Linked DNA regions of Canis lupus: region 2 is linked to region 1. The links are chromatin contacts, called in public Hi-C maps. All regions are on one chromosome and are shown on one strand. The core of a region is the stretch at or near the end of the contact, and the rest is flanking DNA. Distances in the headings are between cores, read along the strand shown. Region 1 overlaps NOBOX (homeobox protein NOBOX). Region 2 has its middle 6.3 kb from the start of OR2A9B.

The links. Hi-C and Micro-C count contacts between places; a contact is called where the count stands out from the background.
Region 2: a Hi-C map of skin fibroblasts shows a contact between it and region 1, with 1.8 times the contacts expected there. The contact joins two enhancer-like sites. A contact is called at or near these places in 2 of 9 Hi-C or Micro-C datasets (amygdala and skin fibroblasts).

The regions. Positions count from the first base shown.
Region 1 is chr16:5,358,272-5,361,533 of UU_Cfam_GSD_1.0, forward strand. NOBOX (homeobox protein NOBOX) reads left to right here. Exons shown (of 9, transcript XM_038560560.1): 6 at 91-322; 7 at 649-913; 8 at 915-954; 9 at 1,631-2,218. The coding sequence ends at 1,935. Among named protein-coding and RNA genes, the nearest start is that of NOBOX, 5.7 kb to the left of the region's middle. Within about 2 kb of position 1,815, at least 3 of the 20 cell types and tissues checked have an H3K27ac peak or open chromatin away from gene starts, as enhancers often do.
Region 2 is chr16:5,408,764-5,412,025 of UU_Cfam_GSD_1.0, forward strand. No RefSeq gene overlaps it. Among named protein-coding and RNA genes, the nearest start is that of OR2A9B, 6.3 kb to the right of the region's middle. Within about 2 kb of position 1,753, at least 2 of the 20 cell types and tissues checked have an H3K27ac peak or open chromatin away from gene starts, as enhancers often do.

The DNA.
Region 1 (3,262 bases), core at 565-3,064:
CTGGCCATGGCACACTTCTATCATCCCTAGTTCCCAATCTGCCTCCCCATTTCCTTACCTGTATAATCCCTCTTTGACTTTGCTTCCTAGAGCCCCCCATACTGCTGACCTCTGACCAGACTCTGGCCCCACCCCAACAGCCTGAGAATACTCAAAGGGTGGCAGTGACCCCGCCACTCTTCAGCCCCCCACCTCTTCGAAGAGTCAACCTTCCTTTTCCCCTGGGCCCTGTCCCTACCCCTCAAATGATGCCTCTGCTGCTGGATACTCCTGGCAGTGACAACAGCCACAAAGAAGGCCCCTGTGGGTCCTGGGGGACAAGGTACGGAGCCTAATGGGGGACCCTGGGAGGGGTATAGAAGGAGAAAAGATAGATGGAGCTGGGGCAGGGGCAGGGGGGAGTTAGCTGAGAGAAGCAAGGAGTCCTAATCGCGATGAGGATTGAAAGCACCAGTGGATTTGAAGTGGGAAAGATCTAGACTATCACCGCAACAGGGCAGGAAGGAGGGTGAGAAGCCAGGAACAGGAAGAGAAAGGAGAGGAAGCAGCAAGTCTGGGGTCCTGGAGATGGGGAGGGACTGACCTACGGGGCGGCAACGACGAGGAAGCCACCCCGAGCCTCGCAAAATGCTCCTTTGGCCCCCACAGCGTCACCCCACCACCCGCCTGTTCATACTTGGAAGAGCTGGAACCCCAGGACTACCAAGCGGGCACCCAGCCGGGGCCGTTCCCCTTCTCCCAGGCGCCCCAGGGCCAGCTCTACCAACAGCCTCAAGCCCAGTTCCCGTTCCTGCACCCCTTCCCGCTGCCCACCCCCCACCCCCTGCTGCCCCCACTGCCCGAGGACCCGCTCTTCACCTCGCCCTTCGGCCCGGGCGCGGGCCTATCTCAGGGCTACTTCCCGGGGCCCTCCGTCGGGGCAGATGGTGCTGCAGCCACCTGCTGGGAACGTGGGTGAGTTGGCGCTGGAGGGCGCGAGGGGGGTGGGAAGGGCGGGCCGAGCAGGGCCGGCGGCCAGCGAGCCCCTCTCCCGCACCCCTGCTTGGCTGTGGCTCCCTGGGGGCGCGGGGCAGAGTGGGCGCTCAGGAGTCAGGAGGCTGAAGTCGGCGGTGCAGCTCAGCCACTCCCAGCTTTGCCGAGTCTCAGTCTCCTGGACTCTGACATGGGAATAGCAATCCCATTGCAGGGAGGGGGGGGGGGTGCAGGGGGTTAGAAACAATAGGAGGGGAGAAGAATAGGAGGGGACCGAGTAGACGGCGGCTGACCCTGACCTGAGCAGGCCGACAAGCCACTGGACCTCTGGAACCCGGTGCACCCCTCGTGCTAAGGCTGCACCCCAGTAGAAGGGGAGGAAGCCGTGTGGGCGGTTTGCAGTCTCCCTGCTGCCTGCGTGGAGGGCCTCGGCCTGCCCGGCCGTCCACCCCGCCTCGATGTTACCAGACCACGGAGCCCCGAGGCAGGGCCATGCCGGGTCCCCAGGGGAGCTCCTGGTGCTAGGACTCTACCCCCACTGGCCCTGGGAGCCTCAGCTGTGTTTCTGGGGGAGGATGGGGGGGGTGTCGCCGGATCTGCTCAGCTGCAGTGGATGCCCTTGATCCTGTCTGACCCCCCTGTACCATCCATCCCGCAGGTGCAGTCCCCTGGAATGACCCTTGCTTGCCAGAACTGCCTTTCCCCGGTCCCTTCTGTCCACAGACCCTGGGTGCCCTCCCTGGAGGTGAGGGCTACTTGCCCGATCTGTTCCCAGGCCCCTGTGCCCCGGCGGTGAGCAGCAGGCAACCCTCTGCAGGCGTCCCCCAGCTGGCCGGAGGGGCCCGACCGGGGCCAGGGCCCTTCCTGGGCAAATCCCAAGAGGAGCAGCCTGCCACCTCTGCAGGGGAGCCCTTGGCACCCCAGGAAGTCCGAGAGGAAGACCAGGACAGCCGTGGCCACTAGTTGGGGGGCCGAGGAGGAGAGGGTTGGGTGCCTCGGAGGAGACAGTGGTGTGAGGAGGGACTGTGGAATCTGTTGGCTGGGGGGTGGGGGGTAGTGGGGGGAGTGAGATGCTTCCCCCTCCAAGGGCTCACCTTGCTGGACCTGATCTGAGAAGGCTGCGGGTCGGCCCCACCCTCTGCAGCCCCGAGACAGGATGGTCCGCGACCTCTGACCTCTGTGCAAGCTTAGGTTTCCTTTCCTTGCCAGAGGAGCCAGTGTCTGTTGTAAGCATTAAATGAGTTTACTCTTGGGCTTCTCTGAGTAATTCTGTGTCTCCCGACTCACTAATTAAGAGCTGCATTTCTTTCACTCCCTTCCACTCAGCTGACCGGCTGTTGGCTGCAGTCCTACATGTCCCAGGCGAGGTCTCCACTGGGTGCGAACACGTTGGCATCCTCCCTGAGCCCATGTCTCTGGCCCGACCAGAAATCGAGCATCCTGGGCCTCGTTTTCAGTCCTGGCATTAAATCATGTTCTGTTCCCAAACTCAGGCAGGACTGAACCCGGAGCAAATCTGAGCCTGGACATATCTCTCTAGGATTTGGGCTCTGTAGGGATAGGATTACAAGAGACAAGGATATTTTAGGTCAAGTCTCTAGCCTTGTGAATCATAACTTGTTTTTCCAAAGCTCTTTTGTGGGGAGGGAGGGTAGGGATAAGACGTGGGAGCACTGAGAAGAGAATATTCCTGTGTGTGTGTGTGTGTGTGTGTGTATGTAGATACACACACACATATATATACATATATATACACACACAGATATATAATACATATATATAATATCTTGCCACCCCACATATGATGGCCCTAACAGTGCCAAAATACCTAGGATTTGAGGGCCACTGAATCAAACTACATTTCTGCATTTGGTGAGTGTGTGTGAGGGTACCATTCTGGACCTCCAAATGCTATGATTATTGGAAAATACACTTATAATACAAGTTTCTTTTTTTAAGTAGTTAACTTATATTCATCATAATAGTTCTAGAGTCATGACTCCTAAGAACCCAAAAGGCAGAGTATTTGGAAATGGAGAGGAAACTTCCTGGTTACACGAGAACACGTATGCATGCATCTCTGCAGGGTTTTCTGGGCCAACAGTATTGAGTAGCTCTGCTCTGCGGCTTTAGCCACCATCTCTTCCTGCCACTCCAGGATCCTAACAGCCAGGCATCAACAACCTTAATTTAGGAATTAGAATGTATACATTGAAATATGAAAGGACTTGGGTTATGATACATATCTGGGTCTTTTAAGGTATGTATTTTACAAATGTCTCTTCACACT
Region 2 (3,262 bases), core at 503-3,002, 50 kb after region 1:
GACATGGTCAACACGCACATGAGAAAATGCTCTGCATCACTTGCCATCAGGGAAATACAAATGAAAACCACAATGAGATACCACCTCACACCAGTGAGAATGGGGCAAATTAACAAGGCAGGAAACCACAAACGTTGGAGAGGATGCGGAGAAAAGGGAACCCTCTTACACTGTTGGTGGGAATGTGAACTGGTGCAGCCACTCTGGAAAAGTGTGTGGAGGTTCCTCAAAGAGTTAAAAATAGACCTGCCCTACGACCCAGCAATTGCACTGCTGGGGATTTACCCCAAAGATACAGATGCAGGGAAACGCCGGGACACCTGCACCCCGAGGTTTATAGCAGCAATGTCCACAGCAGCCAAACTGTGGAAGGAGCCTCGGTGTCCATCAAAAGATGAATGGATAAAGAAGCTGTGGTCTATGTATACAATGGAATATTCCTCAGCCATTAGAAACGACAAATACCCACCATTTGCTTCAACGTGGATGGAACTGGAGGGTATTATGCTGAGTGAAATAAGTCAATCAGAGAAGGACAAACATTATATGGTCTCATTCATTTGGGGAATATAAATAATAGTGAAAGGGAGTATAAGGGAAGGGAGAAGAAATGTGTGGGAAATATCAGAAAGGGAGACAGAACATAAAGACTGCTAACTCTGGGAAACGAACTAGGGGTGGTGGAAGGGGAGGAGGGCGGGGGGTGGGGGTGAATGGGTGACGGGCACTGAAGGGGGCACTTGACGGGATGAGCGCTGGGTGTTATTCTGTATGTTGGTAAATTGAACACCAATAAAAAATAAATTTATTTTTAAAAAAATAAAAAATAAATAAAATTTTCTAATGGTATAGTATTATTTTCCATAGTACACTTCCTATTTTAGAGTCATCTTTAACCTTTTAATGTTTATCATTTTGAACATTTTTCTGTCCCTTAATATGCCTGAACACACACACACACACACAAATAGCTTTTTCCCTACATGAATGAGAAAGTACTAGATCAATATGACTTCATTTACTTACTTATTTTAGGAGAATCTTCCCTTCTCTTCCCACTAGAGAAAGAAAACTTATTTTAATAGTTGCATACTGTTTTGTGGTATAAATTTATGATATTTTATTTAACAAACCCGCCAGTGAAGGACATTAGCTCATCTGCAACATTTTGCCATTATAAATAATCTTCAATTAAAATAAATGTACATGTATATATTTTGCACACATATATGAATATTTCTGCAGGATATGTTCCTAGAATTGGAGTTCTTGCATTAAAAGGAGTACAAACTTTAAGTTTTGAAGCTACATCCCCAAATTAGTACCAAATCAAATTATATTGCCACCTAGACTATTGCCCATACAGTCAGCAACACTAGAAAATATCAATCTTTTTATTTTTGTCCCATTTGATGGGCAGAAAATGGTATCTCATGCTTTAAAGTTTATTTCCCTAATTACTAGAGAGCCTGTACATCTCATATATTCATGAGTGGTTTGTCTCTGTTTATATCTATATAATTTTTGCCCAGTTAAAAAAAAACTGATGTGTATATTACTATTTTGCTCATTATATATGTATTAAAAACTCTTAGATGTATTTCTATCTTTTTTAAAAATGTGTTTTCAGAACATTCAGGCTTATTTTCTTGAATGCTACTTAATGATAGGAAAAGATTCTACAGGCCTAGGCTATAGAGAGGCAGTGTGCTTACTGGTTATGGGTGTGGTTTTTGGAGTCAGGCTGACCTGGATTAGAGCCCAGGCTGTCACACACTTGTAATCACAGCAAAGTTCTTACTGTTTGTGTGCTTGCTTTCTTCCTTTTTCCTTCCTTCTTTCTTTTTCCATTTGTGCAATGAAAGCACTAAACTAATTAACTCATAGAATTGTCATAAATTTAGATGAGATAATAATGCATATATCTCAGCACAATGCCTAATACCCAGTAGGTGCTCAGTAAGTACTGGATATGAAAATTATTATTTACAATGTGGGCAACCGAGATACCAAATTAGACATAAAGTTTGGTTTCTGGTCCTAGAACCTTTCCCAATGAAAGTTATATTTAATAAGATCCCAGGAGGCTAATAAAACTGACTTTTCTAAGAGTAGGCATTTCATTTCGTATTTAAGCCAGCTGTATGCACTTTCAACAGAGCACCAAAATATTCAACTCACTCGTTGACTCAGCAGGTACTCTTGAGTTCCTCCTATGTTAAAGGCCCAGGATATTCAATTATCTTTGAGTCCACTTCGTTTTCTCTGCATGGAACTTAATCTTTATTCCTTTGACAAAGTGAAAATCCAAATTCCAAAGAAATGTGAGGAAATCAACAGAGACAGAAAATGAGAAAATAAGAAAGAATCTTAAATATTGTTTCGTTCCACTTTTCATTTTATCGGTGAGGAAACTGAAAGCTAGAAGAGTTAAGCAACTTTTCTAAGGTCACATAGTGAGTTAGTAGGGGAACTGAGATGAGGACCCAGATATCCCAACTCTGAACCAGCACTCTGTGGACTAAATCCAAGTCTGTTCAAAGATCCACCTCTTCTTTTGATCAAACATGATTTCAAAACATAAATAATAATAATAATAAAAGAGACACACGGGTTACAAAAAAAGACAAATCAAAATGAGCCAACAAAGTTTGTCAAAAAAGCAGGGAGCATAAGACACTTCCTTGCTGGTGGGGAAACCCAGTTCTGCTGTCATCCAGTGGGACTACATTCCAACCTCCTTTCGTTTTTGTCTGTCCTCAACAACCCGTATTTAACGATGATACTTTACATTCACAGCAAATAGTAAACAACAATCCTGTAGGTTGGTGGTTGGCAATCCCTGGTCCACATGCCAGCAATGCTGCAGGTGCTAATTTCAGGTGGCAAGTGAACGAGCTACCACACACAGATTCCCACCCCTATCATTTCCAGTAGTTACTGCCCGTAATTGTCTACACCCTCTTGCCAGTTTTCAAGGGCAACACCCTAACATGGCTTCCCATCTGGCTCCAGCATCGTCCGGCCTTCCAGAATCAGAGCCTCAGCAATTCTCACCCTTCTTTGAGAAGTCAGTGACCACTGCTTCCTAGGGTAGAAATGAATAAACATCCTCAGGATTTTTTTAATATTTAGGGTTTTAAATCATATATAGTTTATTGTATATTTCTGCCCTAGTTTTTTTCCATTGTTCTCTGTGAACTTAGAGCAATAACATATTCTTAGTTATTAATATCCATCACATAAGAACATACTAAAAGCA